2 separate regions of the Oryctolagus cuniculus genome follow, and region 2 is linked to region 1. A link is a contact called in public Hi-C data. All regions are on one chromosome and are shown on one strand. Each heading gives the region's core, a stretch centred on a gene start, on an enhancer-like site or on the middle of the called end of the contact. The rest is flanking DNA. Distances are from core to core; before and after follow the strand shown. Region 1 overlaps NANS (N-acetylneuraminate synthase). Region 2 holds the start of CORO2A (coronin 2A).

Evidence for each region. A called contact is a pair of places that touch in the nucleus more often than the background predicts.
Region 2: a contact with region 1 is called in a Hi-C map of an unstated tissue, with 2.1 times the contacts expected there. The contact joins the promoter of CORO2A here to the enhancer-like site in region 1. A contact is called at or near these places in 2 of 6 Hi-C or Micro-C datasets (ear pinna and an unstated tissue).

The regions. Positions count from the first base shown.
Region 1 is chr1:201,829,637-201,835,963 of mOryCun1.1, forward strand. NANS (N-acetylneuraminate synthase) reads left to right here. Exons shown (of 6, transcript XM_002707953.5): 2 at 2,666-2,881. Among named protein-coding and RNA genes, the nearest start is that of NANS, 5.9 kb to the left of the region's middle. Within about 2 kb of position 3,140, at least 1 of the 8 cell types and tissues checked has an H3K27ac peak or open chromatin away from gene starts, as enhancers often do.
Region 2 is chr1:201,927,331-201,933,657 of mOryCun1.1, forward strand. It overlaps CORO2A (coronin 2A), which reads right to left and starts at 2,952. Exons shown (of 12, transcript XM_070054847.1): 1 at 2,793-2,952. TBC1D2 (TBC1 domain family member 2) reads right to left here. Exons shown (of 13, transcript XM_070054862.1): 13 at 4,305-6,327.

The DNA.
Region 1 (6,327 bases), core at 1,890-4,389:
TTGGTTCACCCTCCAATGGCCGCCGTGGCCGGTGCACCGCGCTGATCCGATGGCAGGAGCTAGGTGCTTCTCCTGGTCTACCATGGGGTGCAGGGCCCAAGCACCTGGGCCATCCTCCACTGCACTCCCTGGCCACAGCAGAGAGCTGGCCTGGAAGAGGGGCAACCGGGACAGAATCCGGCACCCCGACCGGGACTAGAACCCGGTGTGCCGGCACCACAAAGCAGAGGATTAGCCTATTGAGCCACGGCGCTGGCCCAGGGTGTGTATTACCAGGAAGCTGGACAGAAAGCGGAGACAGGTACTCAGATATGGGAGGCGGGAATCCTGAGCAGTGGTTTAACGGCTGCACCATAATGCCCACCCCAGTGCTTGCGTTTTCTGGACCTAGAGTTCACTGCAGCTTTCAACAGAGAAAGAAGTCACTCATTTTTAGAAAAGAGGCTTAGAAGAGGAGGAACCCGCTTTCTCCACATCTAACTGGTGTCAACGAGGAATGTAGTGGAACTTGATCCAAGTTCTGGTAATTAACAGTTTTATTTTTGAAACATTTCCTGTAAAGGGCAGATTTGCCCTGATGGAAACAAGTTCATGTATGTATGTATGTATGTATTTGAAAGGCAGAGTTACAGAGAGAGAGAGAGAGAAATCTTCCATCTGCTGGTTCACTCCCCAAATGTCTCCAACAGCCAGAGCTGAGCCAGGCCAAAACAAGGAGCCAGGAGCTTCATCCAGGTCTCCCACATGGGTGCAGGGGCCCAAGCACTTGGGCCAACTTTGGCTGCTTTCCCAGGCGCATTAACAGGAAGCTAGACTAGAAGTGGAGCAGTAGGGTCTCAAACCGGAGCCACTATGGGATGCTAACCTTGCAGGCTTTATCCTCTACGCCAGTTCCCTGGCAACAAGTTCCCTAACTTCATTAGAACAAGTTTACTCCTTATGTGGAAGTGAGAGGCAAAGAGATCCAGAAGCTGCAGTCTTCAAAAGTCTCCTTGGCAGCTCACTGGAGGCCTGGTCAGCAGTGAGTGCAGGCTGCAGGGATGGGCCAGGGCACACATGTTCTGCTGCCTTAGGAAGGGGATCTGGGCAGTGCTGGGCAGCTCACTGAAGGCCCTGGGATCTTCATCTAGGTGATAAAACTGTTGCCCAGGGTCACTCTCCATTCTAAGGGTCTTTGAACTTCTTTCCTGACTGTGCCATCTTGATATTTTTCTAGGAGTGGCACTGTCTGAACCCAAGAGGTTTTATTTAAAAAATTTTTTTTTTAAGATTTGTTTGTTTATTTCAACGGTGGAGTTACAGAGAGGGAGAGGCAAAGATAGAGAAGTCTTCCCTCTGCTAGTTTACTCCCCAAATAGCTGCAACAGCCAGGGGCTGGGCCAGGCCGAAGTCAGGAGCCAGGAGCTTCGTTCCAGGCTCCCATGTGGCCTCAGACCCAAGCACTTGGGCCATCCTCCCCTACTTCCCAGGTGCATTAGCAAGGAGCTGGATTGGTTCTGGAGCAGCCGGGACTCAAACCGGGGCCCATATAGGATGCCAGCGCTGTAGGTAGCGGCTTAACTCACTATGCCACAGCACCAGCCCCCAAGAAGTTTTCAACAGCAGGAAAACCTCAGCATCTACAGGAATGGCAGTAAGGTGCGGCTTTAAAAGCTTTTACTTAATCTTCCTGTTGAGTAGTTTTTTGGAAGCCATCCTAGGATTTTGGAGGGAGATTGGCAACAAAATTGTAGCTTCTTCTTTTTTTTTTTTTTTTTGACAGGCAGAGTGGACAGTGAGAGAGAGAGACAGAGAGAAAGGTCTTCCTTTTCTGTTGGTTCACCCTCCAATGGCTGCTGCAGCCGGCGCACTGTGCTAATCCGAAGCCAGGAGCCAGGTGCTTCTCCTGGTCTCCCATGGGGTGCAGGGCCCAGGGACCTGGGCCATCCTCCACTGCACTCCCAGGCCATAGCAGAGAGCTGGAGTGGAAGAGGAGCAACCAGGACAGAATCCGGCGCCCCGACCGGGACTAGAACCCGGTGTGCCGGCACCGCAGGCAGAGGATTAGCCTAGTGAGCCGTGGCACCAGCCAGCTTCTGTATTATTGCTTCTGCTCAGTTGAGATCACCTAGGGTGGCTGCTTCTCACGTTTGCCTGTTTGCTTTTTGCTGCAGAACCTGTTGCTCAAACAAAATGTCCTGCAGAAAAGCACATGTAGCTGAAAGCAGAGCTGCTGTGGTTGAAGTCAGGGCCCAGGGACTCCTTAGAACAGCTTTCAAGTCCTGCTACATTGCTCTTTGCGTAGACGGAGAAACTGAGTCCAGAGACCGGAAATGCTCGATGAGTTAGGGCAGCATTAAGAGGATCTTCCTTTCCTAAATCCTGACCCAGTGCTCGTCATGCTGTCCTCTGCAGAGTGTCGTAACTGAACGTCTTCCTTCAGCCTTTGATTCATTATTGTGAATATCGCAACGCGAAATAGAGCAAAAAGCCACACACACCCCACCCCGCGCCTAGTGTAAGAGGGGGAAATGAGGGCCCGGGAGGGTGTCTCCTGTTCCAAAACAACTTTTTCTTCCTTCTGGCCTTTCTTGTTTTTCCTGTTCCTCCTCTTTGGGGGTTCTTAACATCTCTTTCAAAAGCAGTGGCCCCAGCATTTCTGCACGGCGCCCACTGTGTGTTGCAGGAGTGTGGAGCTGACTGTGCCAAGTTCCAGAAGAGCGAGCTGGAATTCAAGTTCAATCGGAAAGCCTTGGAGAGGCCATACACTTCGAAGCACTCCTGGGGGAAGACGTACGGGGAGCACAAGCGGCACCTGGAGTTCAGCCACGCGCAGTACCGCGAGCTGCAGAGGTTTGCCCAGGAGGTGGGCATCTTCTTCACCGCCTCCGGCATGGACGAGGTGAGCCTCCGCACCCCCAGGGGACAGAGCCGGCCTGGCGGCTTTGGGCCTAGAACCAGCTGCTGCCCTTGCTGGCACTTCTGTGTCCATCCAAGTGGGAAGCAACAGGTGCCAAGGCTGAGCGAGAGTTGTGAGAAGTTGTGAGCTTTAAAACAGGCTGTCTCTGGGAGAGAGGGCAGCCATGCCGGCCCCTCCCAGGGTCCTGAGTCAAGCCTGGGTCCGCCTGGGGAAAGTGGGCTGCGGTAGGAGCTGGGACACCCAGCGCCGACTGGCCTGGGTGGGGTGACGTGGCATCCTCCAGAAGGGAGTGGCTTCAGCATGGCCATGCCAGCGTCCTGGAAGAGCCGAGCTGTGTCAGGTCTTGGACTTGTTTGCTCTACAAACGGCCTCACAATTCCTTCGTGTGCTTTTTTTTTTTTTTTTTTTTTTTCAAATGTGAAAATATTTAGTTGTAAAAATAATGGAGTGTGATGGAAAGTTTAGAGAACAGGAGAAAATATGCTGGGCCGGGGGGGGGCTGACCTGTAAGCACAGTACAGCGGCTATTTTGATGTGTCCCCCTGGGGGCTCCTCACACAGGCGTGTCATTGCCTGGCTGTGTTGTTTGCGTGGTTTATGACACTTCCTTCTGTGTGTGCTTCTCAAGCTAACATAGGGTGAAGGTTCTGACAGCAGGAAGGATTTTTTTGGGGGGCTGTACTACGACTTACCTAACCATTCCTCTGCTTCTGGACTTAAGTTACTTTCAGTTTTTTGTACTAGTAAGTAATACTGAGGTGAACATTTTTAAAAAGAGTTGTTTATTTATTTATTTGAAAGGCAGAGTTACAGAGGCAGAGACAGAGAGAGAGAAAGAGAAAGAGAGAGATTCAGTCTTCCATCCGCTGGTTCACTCTCCAGATGGCCACAATGGCCGCAGCTGTGGCAATCTGAAGCCAGGAGCCAGGAGCCTCCTCCGAGTCTCCCATGGGGGGCCATCTTCTACTGCTTTCCCAGGCTATAGCAGAGAGCTGGCTCGAAAGTGGAGCAGCCGGGACTTGAATCTGCGCCCATATGGGATGCTGGCACGGCAGGTGGCAGCTTTACCCACTACGTCACAGCACCAGCTCCGAGAGATGAACACTTTTTCCTGTGTTTTGATTTGTTTCCCTGGGGTAACTTCCCAGAAGTGGATATTGGATGAGAGCTGAGAATCTTTTTTTTTTTTTTTTAATTTATTTATTTATTTGAAAGGCAGTTACACAGAGTGACAGAGACAGAGAAAGCTCTTCCATTTGCTGATTCACACCTCAAATGGCCACAACAGCCAGGGCTGGGCCAGGCTGAAGCCAGGAGCCTGGAGCTTCATCTGGGTCTCCCACAGAGTACAGGGTCCCACACACTTGCGCTATATTTTCCTGCTTTTCCAGGTGGGTTGTCAGCAAGCTGGATTAGAAATGGAGCAGCTGGGACATGAACCAGTGCCCATATAGGATGCCAGCACAGAAGGTGGCGCCTTTACCCACTCCACCACAGTGCTCACCCCCAAGCATACTTTTTTTATTTATTTTTTATTTTTTTTGACAGGCAGAGTGGACAGTGAGAGAGAGAGAGACAGAGAGAAAGGTCTTCCTTTTGCCGTTGGTTCACCCTCCAATGGCCGCCGCGGCCGGCGCGCTGTGGCCGGTGCACCGCGCTGATCCGATGGCAGGAGCCAGGAGCCAGGTGCTTCTCCTGGTCTCCCATGGGGTGCAGGGCCCAAGCACCTGGGCCATCCTCCACTGCACTCCCGGGCCACAGCAGAGAGCTGGCCTGGAAGAGGGGCAACCGGGACAGAATCCGGTGCCCCGACCAGGACTAGAACCGGGTGTGCCGGCGCCGCTAGGCGGAGGATTAGCCTAGTGAGCCGCCGTGCCGGCCCAAGCATACTTTTATGACTCGCGAAGCACTTGTTAAAAGTTTGTATGTTTATTCATCTGACAGGCAGAGAGAGAGAGAGCACCCACATCTGCTTGTTCACTCCCTAGATGCTCGCAAGCATCAGGGCTGGGCTGGGGCTGAAGCTGGGACCCTGGGCTGTTTTGTGTGCTGTTGGCACAGAAGAGTTTGGAATCGCTCCTTAGGTACTGTGGTAGAAGTCAGTCACTGGGGTAGCCAAGCCCTTGTCCTTGAACTGCAAGTTTGGGTTCAGGAAATATACAATTATTGTGGTGCCAAATGTGAATAGGCCTAAGAGTCCTGTTCAAAAAAGGTTTATTTATTTATTTGCAATACAGAACAACAGAGAGAGAGATCTTCCATCTACTTGTTCAAATGGCCACTCTTCAAATGGCCACAACAGCCAGGTCTGGGCCAGGCTGAGACCAAGAGTCAGGATCTCCATCCTAGTTTCCTACATGGGTGGCAGGAGCCCAAATACTAGGACCATTGTCCACTGCCTCCCAGGTGCATTAGCAGGGAGCTGGATTGGAAATAGAGCAGCCTGGAACCAAACCAGTGCACTAGTATGGGATGCCGTCGTCACAAGTGGTGCCTTAACCTGCTGTGCCATAACGCTGGCCCCTGGTCAAAATGATCTGAACTGACTTAGTAAGAAGTAAGTTACGGGGCCGGTGCCAGGTGTAGTAGGTTAATCTTCTGCCTGTGGTGCCAGCGGCGCCAGCGTCCCATATGGGCGCCGGTTCTAGTCATGGCTGCTCCTCTTCCAATCCAGCTCTCTGCTATGGCCTGGGAAAGCAGTAGAAGGTGGCTGAAGTGTTCCTACCCATGGGGCAGACCTAGAAGAAGCTCCTGGCTTCAGATCCGCACAGCTCCAGCCGTTGCGGCCATTTGGGGAATGAACCAGCGGAAGGAAGACCTTTCTCTTTCCCTCTCTCTGTCTGTAACTCTACCTCTCAAATAAATAAAAAACTTAAAAAAAAATAAGTAAGTGATGAAAAAGATCCTCTCCAGCCAGGGCCCTTGAACAGGCTTATATTTTGTTCCTAGTATTATCTTTGGAATAAGCCCACAGCCTTTCCCAGAGTGATTCCTTTAACAAGTACTTCCATTTGGAACACTAAATCCTAAAGTGTGTGTGAACAATGCTCAGTGTTGGGGGGGGTGTTTGGTGCAGTGGTTAAGATGTTGCTTGGGGGACGCAATCCTGCACTGGGGCCCTGGGTTGGAGCCCCAGCTCCTCTGCTTTCTCTGCAGCTTCCTATGGACCCTGGAGGCAGCAGGGGGCCTCTCGCAGTAGGGGCCCTGCCGCCCATTGTGGGGGACACTGACTGAGTCCCCAGCTCCTGGCTCCGCCCTGGCCCAGGTGTGTGGCCCGGGACGATCTCTGTCTCTCTGCCTTTCAAAGGAGTTTTTAGACATTGAAAAATAACGCGTCTTTATAGTGCAGCTATTTCTCTTTCCCACCACACTGCTGCTTCCCCAGAGCACGGCTTTCCTGATCCCTGACCGCACCCAGTGTCAGGCCG
Region 2 (6,327 bases), core at 1,702-4,201, 98 kb after region 1:
TGAACGACGGGATGGAACACGGGACGGCAGGCACGCACCGTGCTCAGCCCCTCCGGGTGAGGCTCTTCCACCCACCTCCCTGACGTGTCCAGCTTATAATCACACCTGCCCAGGCCCCCCTGCATCCTGCCGGTCTCTCAATTACAGTAGGCAGCGGTGATTACGTCTCTAATTATATCTTCTTCCACCTGGGCTGAGCCAAATGGGCACATTTTGTCGGTTAAAAATGGTCGGATAGTGGCTGTTTCACGTAGTTTAACCCAGTATGTGTCCCACAGCGCCCACTAGTGTTTGTCCACAGAAGTGGCACTGTCTGCTCCTGGCCAGTAACCTGCAAAGCACCTCCAAGTGCAGACCCACAGGCTCCAAGTGTAGATCCACAGGCCAGAGGGTGCTGCGGGGTTCTCTCTGGTCCTCCTGAGATCTTGAGAGAAGATGAAAACACTCCCCAGTCCGGAACAGCCTAGGCTGCCGCCACATGGAAATAACAGAAGTGTGGGGCTTGCTTAAGCCTTCCCAAGTGGGAAAAAACCAGCTTGCTTGCATCTAAGGACATTAATTTAATGATGGGGGAGGGAGCTGGAACATTCTTTGGTGGTCACGCCTTCCAATGAAAGGCTCTGCCACAGTGATTCGCTAAGTCTAGAACGTGGGTTCTCAGAGCTGAGACAGATTCAGCTGCGATGGAGCAGGCTCCCATTTTACAGATGGGAGAAGTGAGGTTCAGAGAGGGAAGGGGCGGGTCCAAGGTCCCCCCATGGGACACAGGAAGGTTTCTCCTGGAATCCGGCTGCTGACTTTCTCCCTGGATTCCACTGCCTGGAGCAGCCTTAGGCCACCACTACCTTTTAAGCTCAACTTTTCAAGTGAGATGCGATGGGAGGCAGCCCCAGATAAAACGCTAGAGCTTCTGTACTCTAAGACAACTTATCAGTCCCCTCCTTAGGGTAAAGTCCCCAGAGGAGCAGGCCAGGGACAAAGGGCAGGTAGGCTTGCTTTCAGGGTCCACCGGGCTCCCCCCACTCCCTCTCCCAGCCAGCAGGGAGCTTTGCACATTCACATTTCTCTCCACGGTGTCCCTAGGAGCAAGTGCAGACTGTCTTCCTTAAGCACAAACAGAAACTTCTGGTCTCGGCATCAGGCTCCCTGGGCTTGCGGTGGGACAGTCACCTCCCTAACAGGGATGGGGGATGCCTCTTTGTAAAAGGAGGGGTTGGGTGACCTGACTACTAGAGACCCCTTTCAGCTCAGACACCCCATAGCTCCACGGTGCACTTACAAATCAGCAGGACAGGACGATTTTTGTTAACCTGAATCGGGCCAGAATGACTTGAGGTCGCTGAGCAGGAGACGGGGCCCAGGCTGTAATACAGGTGTAGACTCAGGTAGCACTTAGGCCTGGGCACTGGAGCCGGGCGCGGGCGCGTACGCTTAGTCTGTTTTTACAAGGAGATAATAACACCCATTTGTGGTCCAGCTCCAAGGCCTGTGTAGCTCCACCATGGCTACAGGGCAAGGTCAGGGTCACTCTAGTCCAGCCCTAGAATCCTGCCTGAATACCTAGGACCACACAGAGCTCACCACCTGTCCAGGCAGCCTTTCCCGTGTGTGTGTGTGTGTGTGTGTGTGTAGGGGACGTGCCCAGAACGGATTCCCAGAACTGCTCTCTCCATCACAGCAGGCAGCAGGGAAGGCGGAAGAAGACCCAGGGGCAGGCAGGGAGGGCCAAGACAGAGGCGCTCAGGAGCCCTGCCACTCAGCGGGGCTCCAGACCGCCCCACATCCCACCCCCGCCGCACACACCTCGGCTTCCTCTTCTGGACTTTGTTCCCTTTCGTCCAGACCTGGGGCGGGGAGGCGGGGTCAGACGCTGTCCCTGTGCCGTGCAGGAGGCGCGAGATGGGCAGTTCGGGAAGCAGGCTCCAGCTCAGGGCGCAGCTAGTGAGATCCCCGTCACCAGGAGTGTGCAACAGGGCGGCAAGACCACCAGACGCCAGCGGTCTTTTGTACCCAGAGAGCCGGAGACACCCCACTCCCACCCCAAGACCCGAGCTCTGTCCCACGCCCATGAGCCCTGTAGACACAGCCGCGCGGCGCTGCGGCCCCTCTGAGGTCCAGGCGTGGCTAGGAGTCAGCCGCGGCTCACCAGCGCTGGCCCCCAGCACCTGGCCTGGGCGGGGGAGGCGATGGGGCCATCTCCACCGTGCTCTGGATTCGGATGAGTGCCTGCACGGGTCTGGCAGAGGCAGGTCTGCGGCCAAGGGTCCGCCACCCCCAGCTCAGAGCTCCTCCAATCCCCGGGGTCTCGGCCGGTCTCGGCCCGCAGACTCCGCCCGCCCGCCCCACCGCACGCGCAGGTCGGCTCCGCAAGGACCGGGGAGTGCCATCTCTCCCACGTTTCCCGTCCTGGGAGGCTGCGGCCCATCAGTTCACCCGACCACGACCGAGAAGGTCCCGACTCGGGTTCCGCGGGCCACGGCAGGGGCCTGTCGGGACCCGCGGGCCGCGCCCAGGGCGAGCCGCCCTCACCGCGGGCGGCACGGACCGTGCCCCAGCCAGGCCCCGCGTCGTCGGGCGCCCGCACCTTGCGGCGGCCCCTCTCAGCTCCCGATGGGAGCGGAGCAGTTTTGTGCAAGGTCACGCGGAGGGGCTGGGGGCCGGCGCCCCCGCGGCGCGCCCAGCCCCGCAGCGCTCCCAGTCCCCGACCTGCGGCAGGGAGGAGCAGCGCGCGCACGTCCCGCCCGCCTCGCGCAGACTGGGGAGGCACGGCCGGCGGCTCGCGGCCGCCTTACCTTGCTGGCGGCCGCGCAGGTGGCGGCGGCGGCGTCCGGCTCCGGCTCCGCGCTGCTCGCCGCCCGCCGAGTCCCCGCGCCCAGCGCCGCCGCCGCCGCCGCCGCCGCCTCCCCCCAAGCCCGGCGGGCGGGGCCAGGGGCGGGGCGGGGGCCCGGCGCTAGCCACGCCCCCCCGCCCGCCAGCCCCGCGGCTCCGCACCGGCCGCCGCCCCTCCCCAGCCCACCAGGGTCGCACCCCTGGGCCCCGGGGCCGGACTCGGGGCGCGCACACGCACACACACACACGCACGGCGCGCGCGCGCCGCAGGGACCAGGGCGGGCTGCCTGGCCAGCGAACCCGGGGCCAGACACTCCCAGGCGGCTTCGCGTCCGTTGCCTCGCTGCGTGGCCTGGGGCCCGGGACTCGACCTCCCGGGGCCTCGGTTTCCCCCCTGGGGAGATGGACGCAGGAGCCAGGTCTGCCCCGGAGGGCTGTTGAGAGCGGTTGCCGAGGTTGCCCAGCGCGCCTGGCCGCCGAGAGCAGGGCGGGCCCCGGAGTGTCGCAGCCGACGCCTTCGTGCCCTCGGCGGCCGGGAGGGGGCGCTGCTGCCCAGACCCGCCGGCCCTGGGAGGCCTTTGGTATTGCCATCAGCCGCCCTGCTCTGAACACGGCCTGTGTTACAGACCGTTTCCGCCACACGACCCTGTACCTGTGTTACACCTGAGGCCCAGAGAGGTTAGGTACCTGGCTTAGGGCCACACAGCAAGTGCTTCAACCCCAGGCGGCTGGCTCCCAAGCCCAGGCTCATAGCCACTGCGCCGTTCTACCTGTTGTGAGAAGAGCTCTTTTGTTCAGTGGAGTCTGGCGTGGGCCACTCTAGGCGCTCAGTATAACGCTGAGTGCATAACAGAGCACATGATATACTGCATTTTTTTTTTTTTTTTGACAGGCAGAGTGGACAGTGAGAGAGAGAGACAGAGAGAAAGGTCTTCCTTTGTCGTTGGTTCACCCTCCAATGGCTGCCGCGGCCGGCGCACTGCGGCCGGCGCACCGCGCTGATCCGATGGCAGGAGCCAGGAGCCAGGTGCTTTTCCTGGTCTCCCATGGGGTGCAGGGCCCAAGCACTTGGGCCATCCTCCACTGCACTCCCTGGCCACAGCAGAGGGCTGGCCTGGAAGAGGGGCAACCGGGACAGAATCCGGCGCCCTGACCGGGACTAGAACCCGGTGTGCCGGCGCCGCTAGGCAGAGGATTAGCCTAGTGAGCCGCGGCGCCGGCCGATATACTGCATATTTAACTTAATCCTTGCAACCCTTCTGTTCAGCCCATCGCCACACCCATTTCATAGATAGGAAAATTGAGGCTGAGAGGCCAAGCTCTTGATGATCTCACAAAGACGAGCCAGAGCCAAAGCCTGTCACTTGGTGCTCGTGGGTGACTGGGCCACGCCTGCCTACCTCCCAGTGGCCAGGATGGGCCTCAGCCTTTGGGAGCTGGACCAAATGCTCGCTTCAGGTGTCCGCATACAGGAGTGTTTTTCTTTTTAAAGATTTATTTATTTGAAAGGCACGGGGAGTGGGGGAATCTTCCAACTGCCGATCTACTCCCCCAGTGGCCACAATAGCCGGGCTGAAGCAGGTGCCAGGACCTTCCTCCAGGTCTCCCACGTGGGTGGCAGGGGCCCAAGCACTTGAGCCATCTGCTGCTGCCTTCCCAGGAGGAGTAGGGGCCTGGACTGGCCGTGGAGCAGGCAGGACTCAAGCCAGAGCTCCTAGGGGATGGTGGTGTGGCTGGGGCGCAACGCGGCTCCCACGCTGGAGTTTCAAAGGTGCCTGTGGGCACAGTCCGTGAACGCCTCGTGGTCTGGCTCCGTGTTGTTCTGACTCGAGTTACACCTGAGAAGTAGGTGCTACACCCTTCCCCAGGCTGAGGCATCTCAGCGTCTCTTCACTTAGGCCTTAGGTCTGAATCCCTGGGGCACCTTCCCTCCCCCACACCCCGAGTCCTGGCCCGGCCATGCAAGGCTACCACCTGGACATTGCACGCACAGGAACACTGACCCACCTGGGACCCCCTACCTAGGAAACCACACAGGTCTGCTACAAAATGCAGCCCATTTTCCTTCGGACCCGAGTGGACCAGGATGGGCCAGGCACCTTCCCCGCCCTGCCGGTGCCCCGACACGGCCAGCTCCAAGCGATCTGCCACACATGTCCAGGCCACACATGTCCAGGTGCTCCCCACCCTCTGCCCCTGTGCCCGTGAGCGGCAGAGCTGAGAAACAGCGCAGTGCCTGGGCGGGAGGGTCTGTGTTGGCAGTGGCCTCCAGCCCACCCCCCACCCCCCGCCCCTCACACATCGCTGTAGTGGTGGCGAGCGTGCCCGAGTTAAGCAGCTTCCCTCCCCTGTAGAATGGGGTCTGGGGGAGGGGTACCTGGAGCATGAAGTCCCACCTCCCGGGGGTGGGCAGTGGGGGCTGGGTGAGATCAGATCCCAGCCCTGGACGGCAGCAGCCCCTGGGGAAGGGGCGACAGCTGTGGTGCGAGCCAGGAACCCGACACCACGGGTGGGCCCCAGACGCCCTCCAGAAGCGCAGGGGGAGGGTGGGCGGGCTCCCTGGGAGCATGGGTGGCGGCGGTGGCACTGGTGGCAGCAGCAGCAGACATCCCCTGGTGTCACGTGGGTGTCGGCCTCCCTTACTTGCCTGAGGAAGGGGATGGCTGCGACTCCAGCTGGGAGCTGCTTCCTCCCTTTCCTGCATCCGGTCCCAGGAGGCCAGGCCTGCCCTCTCCCCTGGTGACAGATTCCACAGCCTCTGGGCTTGAGCAGGACCTAAGCACTCAGTGGCTGTGTGTACTCCTTGGGTCGGGTCAGCGGCCCGGTGAGCCACCGCCAGGCCCACGCCGTGTCCCCTGACCTTCAGCTTTGCAGGCATGGGACGCTGAGGCCCTACAGCAGGCTCTGAGCACGGGGGCCCGACATCACTATCTGTAAGAGGCTACCCAGGCTGGCGCCGCGGCTCACTAGGCTAATCTTCTGCCTTGCGGCACCGACACACGGGGTTCTAGTCCCGGTCGGGGCACCAGATTCTGTCCCGGTTGCCCCTCTTCCAGGCCAGCTCTCTGTTGTGGCCAGGGAGTGCAGTGGAGGATGGCCCAAGTGCTTGGGCCCTGCACCCCATGGGAGACCAGGAAAAGTACCTGGCTCCTGCCATCGGATCAGCGCGGTGCGCCGGCCGCAGCGCGCCGGCCGCGGCGGCCATTGGAGGGTGAACCAACGGCACTGTCCACTCTGCCTGTCAAAAAAAAAAAAAAAAAAAAAAAAAAAAGAGGCTACCCAGGTGACTCACAGGTGCAGCCAGGTAGGAACCAGGGGTTCCATGGGGCTGGGTCAAAGGTGAGACACTGCCCTGTCCCCAGGAGGGGATGGCCAGAGCCCAGGGTCTGGTGGGAGGGGAGAAGGAGGGGGGGAGGGGAGGAGGTAGGGGAGGTGTCACTGCTGGCGCAGCCCCCTGCCCGCTGCCTGATCCCATTTGGGTTGCTCTTCGCGATGAGC